2 separate regions of the Mus musculus genome follow, and region 2 is linked to region 1. Evidence: chromatin contacts called from public HiCAR-type data. All regions are on one chromosome and are shown on one strand. Each heading gives the region's core, a stretch centred on a gene start, on an enhancer-like site or on the middle of the called end of the contact. The rest is flanking DNA. Distances are from core to core; before and after follow the strand shown.

What was found. HiCAR-type assays count read pairs that join an accessible place to other places.
Region 2: a contact with region 1 is called in a HiCAR-type map of astrocytes, with 2.0 times the contacts expected there. The contact joins the promoter of Fpgt here to the promoter of Lhx8 in region 1. A contact is called at or near these places in 2 of 39 promoter capture datasets (both in liver), 1 of 484 Hi-C or Micro-C datasets (LSK cells), 2 of 115 datasets of contacts at active chromatin or transcription factors (astrocytes and bone marrow-derived macrophages) and 1 of 9 other capture datasets (embryonic stem cells).

What each region holds. Positions count from the first base shown.
Region 1 is chr3:154,327,310-154,333,149 of GRCm38.p6, forward strand. Lhx8 (LIM homeobox protein 8) reads right to left here and starts at 3,251. Exons shown (of 9, transcript NM_010713.2): 1 at 2,963-3,251; 2 at 1,046-1,132; 3 at 696-857. The coding sequence starts at 3,043. AI606473 (expressed sequence AI606473) reads left to right here and starts at 3,512. Exons shown (of 3, transcript NR_040387.1): 1 at 3,512-3,754; 2 at 5,050-5,196; 3 at 5,605-5,840.
Region 2 is chr3:155,090,388-155,096,319 of GRCm38.p6, forward strand. Fpgt (fucose-1-phosphate guanylyltransferase) reads right to left here and starts at 2,991. Exons shown (of 4, transcript NM_029330.2): 1 at 2,912-2,991; 2 at 1,004-1,171. The coding sequence starts at 2,969. It overlaps Lrriq3 (leucine-rich repeats and IQ motif containing 3), which reads left to right and starts at 3,047. Exons shown (of 8, transcript NM_028938.2): 1 at 3,047-3,283.

The DNA.
Region 1 (5,840 bases), core at 2,001-4,500:
GTGAAACACTTCAGCTGAGGGGTTTATATGTACACCTAACTTTACAGCTAGACTGGGTACCCCCCCCCCCAAACCCTGGTAGGACATAACATCACTGTGCTTAGCAAGATCTAGGAGGTACCGAAATGGCTTCTAAAGCTTTATATAAACTTTTGCTTTGGGAAGGTTCCAGGTACCGGTAAATAAACCTATGACCACGATGCCAGTAACAGTTCAAAACTAAACATCTTTAAAGGCACTTTACAGTGTTTTTAGTTACAGAAGGAGCCGCTGCGAGAGGGAATAACACACGGAACTGGGACTAGTTAGTCTCTGTAAGACAGCAGCACGGGTGTATTGGAGAGGAGGGACCAGTTTGCAGAGTACGGGATTTTTAAGTAAGTAAAAGTCTAGACTTGGAAAACAAACAAAAGCCTATACCAGAATGGGTGGTAGTTCCTCAAGTCCTTCTTTTGCTGCTGGTGACCGAGTCCTCCGCACACTCTTGGGGTGTGTGTGGGGGAACCCTCATTTACACTGTAGACCCTATCCCTAGACTTTCACAATAAGGAAAATCCTATGGTTCCATATCATACTTCTCGCTGTGGGCCTTAAGAGTGGTGGACTAATATGCTGAGAGGTTGACACGAAGTGGGGCACTTCCCCCCCGACCTTCACACTGACTCCGTCGGGGCTCGCCTGGCCCACCATCCTACCTTGAGGAGGTATTTGTCCACAATCTCCAGGCCGCAGCTGCTGCACACACACTTGCCTGGCGGGCACACGGAGCCCGAGGCCATGGACTGGGGCGAGGACGACGGGGAAAGCGGGGCCGAGGAGGAGCAGGAGTCCTCGTCCCCGGCTCCCTCGGGATTCACCTGCAGGAACAGCCGAGCACTGGCCTTTCACGTCCCACCTCCCCACGGGGCAGCCCAAGGACTGTCCTCCGTCCCCAGCCTTCCCCATCCGCACTGTGGGGTTCCCAGACCAGCAGGACCCCTGGAGCCCCGCGCCCCGCCCCGCCCAGGGAGCTGGGGGTCCCCACTCGGGTCGCCGCCCCACTCACCAGTCCTTCTTCCCCAGCGCCTTTGCGGGTCCTCCCGGCCGCCAGGGCTGCAGGCCGCCCGCACTCCTCCGACATGAGCCCGGGGCACTGCGCCGCGAGAGCGGGAAGGCAGGGAGGGAGACAGCGGTCAGGAGCCCGCGGCGAGCACGCGGCGCCCCGCAGCCCGGGCCCCACCGCGCTCTTGAAGGGCGCGCACGAGGGCGGCGCGTGCGAGCGCCGGCACCTGAGCCCGGGCGCAGCTGGCCGGCCAGCGCGCAGCCTCCCTGGGCCGCCGCCGCCAGCGGGCGACTCGAGGACTGCGCGGCCGCTGCTCCCGGCTCGAGCCCCGCGCTCACCCCGGCGCGCCGGCCCCCGCCCCCCACCGGGGGTACCCAGCTAATAACCGGCCTCGGTGCACAAAGCGATTGCTTTCTAGACGTCAATCACCCGGGAGCGGGGAACACCCGGCTAAAGGGGGCACGGGGCGGGGGGAGGTGGAGTGAGAGAGAAGAAAAGATGACTGAGGAGGGGGTGGGGAGAGAAACTTGATTTCTTTAATAACCTCAATTAAAAGAGCAAGACACACATATATTTTTTAAAGGGGGGGCTTTTTGAATAGGATAGCCCAAAAGGTGAAGAGGTTTAATCGGATACTTGAAAGCTAATTACAGTGGGATTTAAGAAGCCTGGTGTTTGTTCCGACAATTTGAATGAAAATGCTTCAGATTAAACGGAGCCAGCAGCTCTTTGGTAAACTTGAAGCAATTAGAACCGTAAGCGATTTACACTGGTTTCTTTAAGGTGTGAATTGCCACTTAGTGCTCAGTAAGTCAACATTTTAGCTACTAAAGGATTAGTTTTAACCAGTGCAAAAGCGGGCCGAATAATGGAAATATCCAGCTGAATTTAATTTGTTCCATTAAAAAAAAAAAAAAACTCACCCAATGCGGGTCAGAATATTTTAGAGCACGCGGACGCGTCGCTCAAGTGTCCCCAATCCCTGGCTGCACTTTCAGTTTTGTTCTATAAACGAATGCAATCTCTCTGAGAAGTCTAGTTTAGGGCGAGTGGGTCCGCGGATTCCAGCAGCCCACACCCCTCGCTTTTGCGTCCCTTTGTCTCCTTTTCCTCTGTCTTCCGAAAGCTCCAGGTGAGCCAGCGGCCGCACGCCTGGGTAGCCCCGGCGCAGCTGCTCCCGGGCGCGTCTTCGTGGACAGAAAGCATCCAGACAGAAACGCTACCCGCAACCGTCAGACAAACACGAAGCCAGCACTACTCTGCCCATGTCCAGCCGATACCCCCACCCCGGCCCTGCTCTCCAACAGTTTAGGAACCGAGTTCCACCATAAAATGCGAGCACCCACGGGTCTTGCCTCCGGAGTAGGTGACAGCTTGCCAGGTCTCCCCGTTAGGCTCGCCTCGTACTGCGAAATTTGCCCTTTTGGTATTTCCAACGAAATCGTTCTTTTGTCCCTTTCTAAGAGCGGGCGGGCCCTGGAAGACTCAAGTCCCCAGGTCTGTCGCCGCCGGGTCTCAAGCCCCACATTCACCTTATCCGTGGCAAGAGCCAGCGTTCAGCAGAGCGCAGCCATTGGTATCTGGTGCCCTGAGACAAACACCTAGACCCCCGGCCCCTGCCCCAGACTGCCGCGAACAGCCCGTCACGTAGAATACAAGCAGGACTCACGTTGCCCCGTGAGCGTCTTAGGCTCCAGGTTTCGTCTCCCAAATTAGAGTGTCCATGCCTTAGGTTAAGTGAGCCCGTGGGGAGGGGACGGAGTGATTACTACCTAACGCTACTACGTAATAAAAAAAATTGTCAGGTCTGGAGACGAGGCAGTGACAGGTAGTTTCCCAGCCTGGTTTAGGGGCCGGACAACTCTCTTCTCTCAAGGAAACTCCTATTCAACAGATCCCGCCCGGTGTAGGCTCGCTTACCTTCTCGCGGGGAACCGCCAGCTCCGGCACTTCCTTTCCCTCCAGCTTACACACAAACATCTGATCGCTCTTCCAATACATGGCCCCGCAGGCGCTGCTCGTCACATACCAGCTCCAGAGGGTCAGAGGCTGTGGGTGTCCGCAGTGTCCCCTCCTCCGCCCCCAAAGGCCAAGGAAAGCTAACAGGCAGAACAGCGATGCCACCAGTGTGTCTTGTTCCAAAAAGGCCACAGTGACCGTAACCACTCTCTGACCCACTGTTCTTCCTCTCTCAGCCACACTAAGGCCTGTCCCTCCAGGAAAAGAGGGAAAGTTGTGTTTTCCAGAGGGTGGAACCTCGCAGAGAGGAGGGGGTGTGGGGGAAAAGTCTTTTCCTGAAGGGACAGCCTCACCTCCTTATGAAAAACCCGCCTTCTCTACATGTTAAGATCTTTATCTGCACCAGACAACTTACTCTGAGTTCAGTGTTAAAGGTGGGGGGGAATTGCGGATGTCCGTTAACTTGCCTTTTTTTTTTCTTTTTAAGAATAAGCTTTCTGCCTCTGAGTTGTCTTTAAATTCTCGCTCCCCAGCCAAAACCTAAACAAAGATTCGGGTTACAGCTCTTTCAGCGGCTCACGGAGGGAAAGCGGAGGTCTTCTGGATTCCCAAGTCTTAGGTCTCCCTAAATGCGCACCAATGGTTCTCTCTACATTTTCGAAAGGTTTTCCCGTTAAGATAATGAAGGGACAAACGAAGGACTAGATTTGATTCGCGACTAGATTTGAAATCAAGGATACAAGAAAAACGAAAGTATGTTACGATTTTTTTATTTTCTTTAATTCTAGACAAACGGTATGCCATAGATAGACTGCTGCGCACTCCACATTCCCGTGCTTAAGTGTGAACGTTTGAATGTGAGTAGGGTAGAGATAATTTTTATCTGAATTGGAAAGTGTGAGGTTTTTTGTTTGTTTGTTTATGAGGTCTCACTTTGTTTATAGAAGAAAAATTTTGTAAGAAGTTATTTTTTAATTACTTTTATTTATTTGTCCCTTTAGATAAGCAAAAGAGAAACGTTTGGAATTTAAGTGATATAAGAACATCCTGGAGTCAGTTTCTCAAGCCTTATAACAAAACCATGCTTTTGTTACCTTAGTTAGACAGAAATATATGTAGTGAAACACAAGGAAGAGCAATCTTACTCCCTTGTCTTATTTTAGCGGGAGAAGAAGAACCCAGACCAGCCATCAGGGGTAGTGGAGGGGCCAGCAGCAACTAATGCTGACCACACTTTCTCTGGACAAAATGAGCATTGGGGTGGGCAGGGATTAAAGGTTTTCTTTGATTGCCCCTTTCCTCCTTAAACACAGAGGACGTTTGAACATACGCCATCTCGGCTCTCCTTTTCAGCCATTACATACACTTTCATATTAGCACCCTCTGGCCGATGCCCATCAGGAGATCTCCATTAAATTTAGCGTGGAGTATGAGGGACCTGAGATTTAAGAATCGACTGTATTCTGGTAAAGCATAGAACGGTGGAGGTTTGGACCGACTGCCCGAAAAGCTAAATAGTGGTTGTTGTTGCTGCTGCTGCTTCTGTGGCTTCTGCTGCTGATTTTCGTCAAAAGCGAAAATCAGGAGTGGGTGAGGGAATCCACATAATAAAGTATTTTCCATACGATTCTGATCAGAGATGAGAGAGAGAGAGAGAGAGAGAGAGAGAGAGAGAGAGAGAGAGAGAGAGAGAGAGAGAGACTGGTGCGGAATGCTGGCTCCAGCAGGTCGGGCGTTGGACCGACTCCCTGGATGAGGAACTAAAACTAGAGTCTAGCTTGGAGAATTACTTACAGTCTTTTGTGCTAAGTATTGCAACGTAACTCTGAAGTTCCCTTTGCCTGCTAGCGAGAATGGTCTGTGCCGGTCATCTGGAGAGCCCAGCGCGCTAGAGCTTTTGGGGGACATAGGGAGGGGGCGCCGTCGTGTACGCCGCCTTTCCACCCACCCTCGCCTAATCAGGCTGCTCTCAATCAGGTTTTCAACATACTAATCTTGATCTGAGAGCTCCTATCTCTGCATAAGTGGAGGAAATGATTCTTTTTTAGAGGCTTCCGGGCTTAGAGAAGGAGGACGTCAGACTGGAGTCTAAAGGGCTGGTCTGGCGTCCGCCCTGCTCCCGGCGCCCGGCGGGACTGCGAACTCACCAGCAGCATAATTGCCTGTGTCCAGCGCGCTCCAGGGGCTACCCCGTGGTAAGTGCGTTCCCTGTCCTGGCGACCGACCGAGGCTTTGGCTTAGGGTTTGGGCTGGAGATGGGCGGAGCAGAAAGTGAAAGTTTTTACTAGGAAAGTCAAGGCTGAGTTGTGGGGTCTTGGGCCTAATGACCTTCTGACCCTGCATATACCACTTGCTTAAAAAATGTTTAGCTTCTCCATGCCCGCAGGCAAACTAGAACTCACTGCTCCTCGGATCAGACAGAGAAAAAGTTCGCCTTCTGTTCTTTCCACATTTAAGTGTTTGAGGTAAAATTTACAAAGCACTTTTCTTAAAAAAAAAAAAAAAAATCAGAATGAGAGTTTTAGCCCCCGCACGCCAATTGAGATCAATTTTGAACGAAACACAGTAAAAATGTATATATATATTATCTTGCTTGTCTGTAGGTGGGAAAATAAATCGGCCGTGCCTTGTTGGTGCCTTCCTATTGGACTGAAATTTCTAGAAGCCACTGTTCATCAAATGAAAACCAGAGAGGAAGGCCCACTAGGAGGTCGGCCAACACCCTGGATTTCCTGGCTCTCTCAAAGGATTGAATGGGGTAGGAAAGAAAACTATGTCTGTTCCGGGGCTGTGCGGCTCGCTTGCAAGTTCGGAGGCACTAAGTGTGCCCTGCTAAAAC
Region 2 (5,932 bases), core at 1,741-4,240, 760 kb after region 1:
GTAAAGCTCACAATGTCTCAGTGTCATGATAGAAGTGATAAGGTACAGGACCTGAGACTGTAAATTGATATACACTTGCCAACATACAACATACAATGGCTTCTTCCACATGACACAACCTAACACACTAGTTGGAGGTTTTTGTTTTTTTTCTTAATGTAGGAACCTGGTTGTATAAAATATTTTAAATACCACTTACATCCTGTATACTTAATTCTCCTCTATAGAAGAGACATCATACAGGTGCTAACCTTCTAAACCAGGAGTGGGAAGTGAGAGGAACGCCAGTGCCATGCACGTGCATCTTGTTCCGCACGACGAGGCTTTAGCTTTACTCAGCACATGAGCCACAAGCTTAGTGATACATTCTTATAAAATCATACTATTTACAGTCTAAACACTGCAAGTAAATAAGTAAATGAGAGATGAATGTTGGCCTTCTTTTAATGAATAACAATACAAAAGTAGAAGAAATCCTTTGCACTTCTCTCCTTAAGGAATCAAAGGTGACACGTAATTGATATATCTGCAATGATGACAAAGTTGAATTCTCCAGGGTTTAAGTAAATATTCTACGATACTTCAAGTAACTGGTCCTTGTTTGTCTGTTTCCCGTAACTTGGTCCTAAGAGGCCAAGTATATATATACATCAGCTTCCTGATTTGTTTTCTTCACCAAACTACTTCATGAAATGACTCAGTTGCTCAGTTGGAAAAGATCTTAAGAGAACTTCCAGCAAATTCCAGTGTAAATTGTACTGAGGCAAAAAAAAAAAAAAAAAAAATCTTTAAAATAAGGTCTGGACTAGTTTCTCTGTAAGTCACAGGGGCTCAGAATCTCTTTTTGGACTTTTATCATTTTAAAAGCTAAGTTTCAGATCTTAAAGTTTTTAAAGGCCATGTGTACAGATAAACAGTTTATAAACTATAAACAAAGAAAAATTATTTTTCAATTATTATTTTTGTCCAGAGTCCTTTATAAGCACCCCCATGAAATGTGTACCAATTTTGGTCCCAGCAGGATCTGGAAAAACATGGTATTGAACTCCAAGAGGCAATTCCCTTTTCTTCAGCTTCTCGGACAACTGTTGCTTGTAAGCGAGCTCCTGCTTTTCATCAGCTGCTGTTATTGCAACCACATCCCAGAATTCTCCAGCTGCCACGGGTTTGCCTATTGGAAAAATAGCAAGGAACCTTCTTTTAATGCTATCAGTCATCTCACTTACAAGTTTGCCTATTTCAAAACAGGGGCTAACAAAGGATAATCATTACCATCTTCCATACTAAGAAGGGGATACAACCAGCCAATCAACCAACCAACCAACCAACAAACCAATCAACAAAACAAACAAGCAAACATTACCCTCTAAAAGCAAGTTTTGCGAACCAGGGCCCTTAATGTTGCTGGCTGAGAAATTTCAACTCAAGGATCCACTCCTTCCAGGTTTTTGTTTAGGAATGTGGTCTTTTGTTATTGTTGCTTATCATTTTTTTCTTTCCTTTTCTTTTGTGGTACTGGGAAATAACCACAGAGTCCTATGCTTGCCAGCTCTATCACTGAGCTATGTTCATAATCCTTCATTTATCTATTTAATTAATTTAGTATCTTACGTTTGACAGGGTTGAGACAGGCTAGTTCAAAGGTAGTAAGCTATTGCAAGTGATTGTTCACATTCAGTTACAGATTGAAGTTCTATTCTATACTTCCCCCCTTCTCACTAATGCACTTGACTAGAGATAGAGGAAGGCAAAGCCTACCTAACCCAGAACTCCTCTAATGTGCTTGAAATTGGTCCTGCGAGTTCACTTCAGGGTCTCTCTATCTTGGCAATGGGAGACCCAGAAGGCTGGACTTCTGCAGAATAAATACTCTTTGTGTTTACATACTGTTGGAATCTGGGGCATCATTCTTTGGTGACTCATTCTTCAGTGAATCATGGACTCTTCCACTACTTGACAGATTGGCTCTGAACTCATATTTATTTTCTATCTATCTACCACACGACCGATCGATCTACCTATTATCTATCTGTCTATCAATTATCATCGTCTATTTGTCTGTGCAATCCAGGTAGGTCTTGAACCTCGTTCCTACTGCCTTAGCGTCTCAAGTAGATGACAGTACAGACTTGCGACACCAGTCCTAGCTTCTAATATTTTTATTAACGATGATCAAACTACACTTTATATAAGCAATCAGAATACAACACAAACCCCAGGACTAAACTTCTCAATGAACTCATTAAATGACAAATTGCACTTTCAAGAATCAGTGGAACCCTCTAATCAGCAAAAATATTAATAAGGTTTTTAACAAGTTGAGAGAGAATGAGAGGGAGGGGAAAGATAAAGAGGGAGGGAGGGACTGAGATAAGAAGGAGGAATAGGTAGGAAAGGAGGGGGAAGGGGAGGGAGAAGGAGAGGAGAGAGACAGACATGTTAGCTTGGATTTAATAGTTCCAATCATTCTGGTATCCAAATATAAGACCGTACATTTTAGGCACTCATAAATATCAATTTTACCAGACAGCTGTACCCCAAACTTACATTATCAAATTTAAAGCCATGATTGCCTCCGTATTGGGGTTTACATTGGAATAAAGTGGAGTTAAGCAGCGGGGCTTGGGAAAAGAAAAGAAACAAGGTAACGACTACTGCAGACTCTAAGCAAAAGGTCTTCTACCACTGAGTTAAGCCAGTGTTACTTCCCGTTGGTAATTCTCTTACTGCTCCTTCCTGACATCTAAGTTTAGGCTCGCACAGAGAGGAGGAAAAGGGAAAAAGGGAAAAGTCTGGCTGGCCTGGCCAGGACGGAGCGGACAGGAAGGGGTATCGGACAGGAAGCTGCGCGGGGTCCTTGGGAAGGCGCTCTCCGTGCAGGGGGGCAGAGAACTCAGTTCCGCCTTGGTACCTCTCAGCTCAGAAAATCTGCGCAGTTTCCGCAGGGTGGCTTCGCGGAGAGACGCCATGGCCGACTTCCGGGAGCACACTTAGCACGCACGCGCACTCCAAACCCCGCCCCGCCCCGCCCCGCCCCGCCTCCTCCATGCTCTCCACGTCACCGCGGCCCTGGAAGCGCCCTGAGACTTGAAAAGCTAGGATGGCGTGAGCGTGCGCAAGCGGCGTTTCCTGGGCAACGATCTGTGGGGCAGATGGGCGGGCACCTAGCGGGGTCGGGTTGTGCGGAGCTCTGGGTTCCTGCCTTACCGTGTCTGACAACCCGCGGTGCGACCGAGAAGACCAACCCACCCACCATTAGTGGATCCACCACCCAGATGCTGAGGTGACCTGCCCGCACGGAGCTCCTATTCCTGTCAGAAGCCTCCCAGGGAGGCCAGGCCCCTGAACCAGAGAGAGGCTCGGCTCTGTGGGATGCTTTCTGGTGGGCCAGACTACTCTGCACCCTTCAGTTGTCCAACTTCCCAGGCCCAGTACTGAACTAGCGCCTTTAGCCAGCACTGCACACTCTGTTGTGTTCACTTGCTTCAAGGAGATTCAACCAAAGGTGCCAGATATTGGAAAGAACCAGTCTTACTTAATACACTTTCATAGAGTGGTTATATGTGTTTCTCTTGTAGAGTGCATAAGTTTATATCGAGTACTACAGGTTGATCTCTTTAATCTTTCACATAGTACATAGAGAGGAACGCTATTTGAGGAAGCCATTTCAGTCTGAAACCCAGAAATCTTACCACTACAATTTGACTTGAGAAGCTTCTCTTCTTTAAAATCTAACTCAGAATTCTGCATAGCAGCTCCCTATGAACTTTTAAGTTTCTGAGTAAGCTTAGTTTTTCACTTAAAGCCTTGACCTCAGCATTTAATTCTGTATTTAAAGTGGACACATTTGTGGGGAGGAGATAACTGTTTCACAATACACTCCGGCTGAAGGAAATTAAGAAAATACAGAAAGGCCCGATAGATAATAACAGCAATAGCAGTCAGAGCTTGTAATTTATAGTCTTGAGTGAACTGGAGTCATCCCAGGTTTTTGGTGACCTGCCTTATGTTTAAAGGGCACAGACACACTGAAGTATGTTGGTGGGTATGGCAAGAATATAAGCAGAGCTTTATTTGGAGTCTACTAAAGTAACACAAACAGGAAAGATTTGGTGGAAATTTAAAAGATAATAATGGGAGATGGAGAGAAATTGCTTAGATTATAGAAACACTTAACCAACAACACCTGTCCAATAAATAAGTGTGGATTGTGAGAGAAATTACTAAAAGATGCTGAAAGTGGATGACATGACATTTAAATGAGCTGAGGAAAGGTATGTATGGGGAAGCATAGTGAAGTCATAAGAGAAGACCTGTAATAATATTGGATATGTAGAATAAACTAGTGCAAATATAGTAGAAATTGTTGTGTGTCTGTGCATCATGTATGTGGTTCTGGAGATCAAGACAGGGCTGGCTAGACAATTTTGTGAGTTGTCAGAATGGAGAGGGAATTTATTTTCAACTACAGGAGGAGGTTGAGGTCCAAAGGGAATAATACAGGTCAAAAAGGCCTACATATTTGAGTACCTACCAAACATTCTTATAAGTGGAAAACAAATTAACCAAATTTAAATTTCTCATATAGTACTTCACACCCACCTTTCCATTCCATGCTGAAATGTGCTGTCTTGAGCTAGTGCAGGCCTTGGGTGCTGTTACAGCTGCTGTGAGTTCATGAGTGCAGCTGCCTGCTATGTCCAGAAAACAGTGTCCACCTCCTCCGGCACTTACCCTCTTTCTCCCTCCCTTTGACAGTGATCCCTACACTGTGTGTGTGTGTGTGTGTGTGTGTGTGTGTGTGTGTGTGTGTACCTTTCAGAAATTGAGCACTGCTTAGTTGTACTCTCTACACATTGACCAGTTATTAGTCTCTGTGTTAGTTGCCATATATTGCAAAAAGAAGAAAGAAAGAAAGAAAGAAAGAAAGAAACCTTTCTGATGAGGGTTGAGAGATGCACTAAACTATGGGTGTAGCTATAGATAATTGGGAGTTAGTTTAATATGCTATGTCTGTTCGGTAGATTAATAGTAGTAGTAGGTTCTCCAGTAGAACTTCATGACCTACCTGTCTGGCCACACATTTGTGATTCTAATAGCGGTGTTAGATATGGGCTCTATTTATGGAGGGTGACTTAAATTCTTAAATCAGAAAGTTGTTGGTTACCCCTCATGAAATTCTTCTCACTAGTATACCAGTAAGTGCATTTTACCAGGTCAGTCGTTAAAGCTTATATAAGTCCTGTTTCTACCTGAGGGGCTATGGACCATTCATAGCTGCTTGGAAAGGCTGAATCAATTTTCTTTAAGGCTGTGGCCTCTCTGGTAGGTCAACCATGCTTTAGTAGATGGCCCCACTCATGAGGATATTGGCAGCATACAATAGACCCAATGAACTTTAACAAAAGAAGAGAGATAAAACTCTTTGAATATGTATATTGTCTAAAAGTTAAAGTAAATGAGATGGAATAATCAGAATGATGAATAATTTCAGATAAGAGCTTCATGTACAGTGATGTGGCTGTATAAAACTACACATCTCTCTATATATATTATTTATACACGATGCAGTGAAGCATGTCACTTTTAATTAGAGGGATGGAATCTTGATGCTGTTAATAAGGATGGATGTTGATTGTATGAACCATGTTTGTAAAAATATGATTTTGTGTATTGGATTAAAAAGGGGAATTAAGAAAATAACCAGTAATGTGGCTGCCTTGGAGAAAGCATTGCAAAACATAGTTGGTGAAACACTGGTATCCAAAATAATACAAGGCACTCAAACTCAACAGTAAGCAAACAGCCAACCAAAAAATGATCAAAAAAGCTAAAAAAGGAAGTACCTCATTGGAGGACATACTCAGATGGCAAACCAAAACACAGCATCAGATATATGTAGGAATTTCAAATTCAAAAATTCAGGTACCCC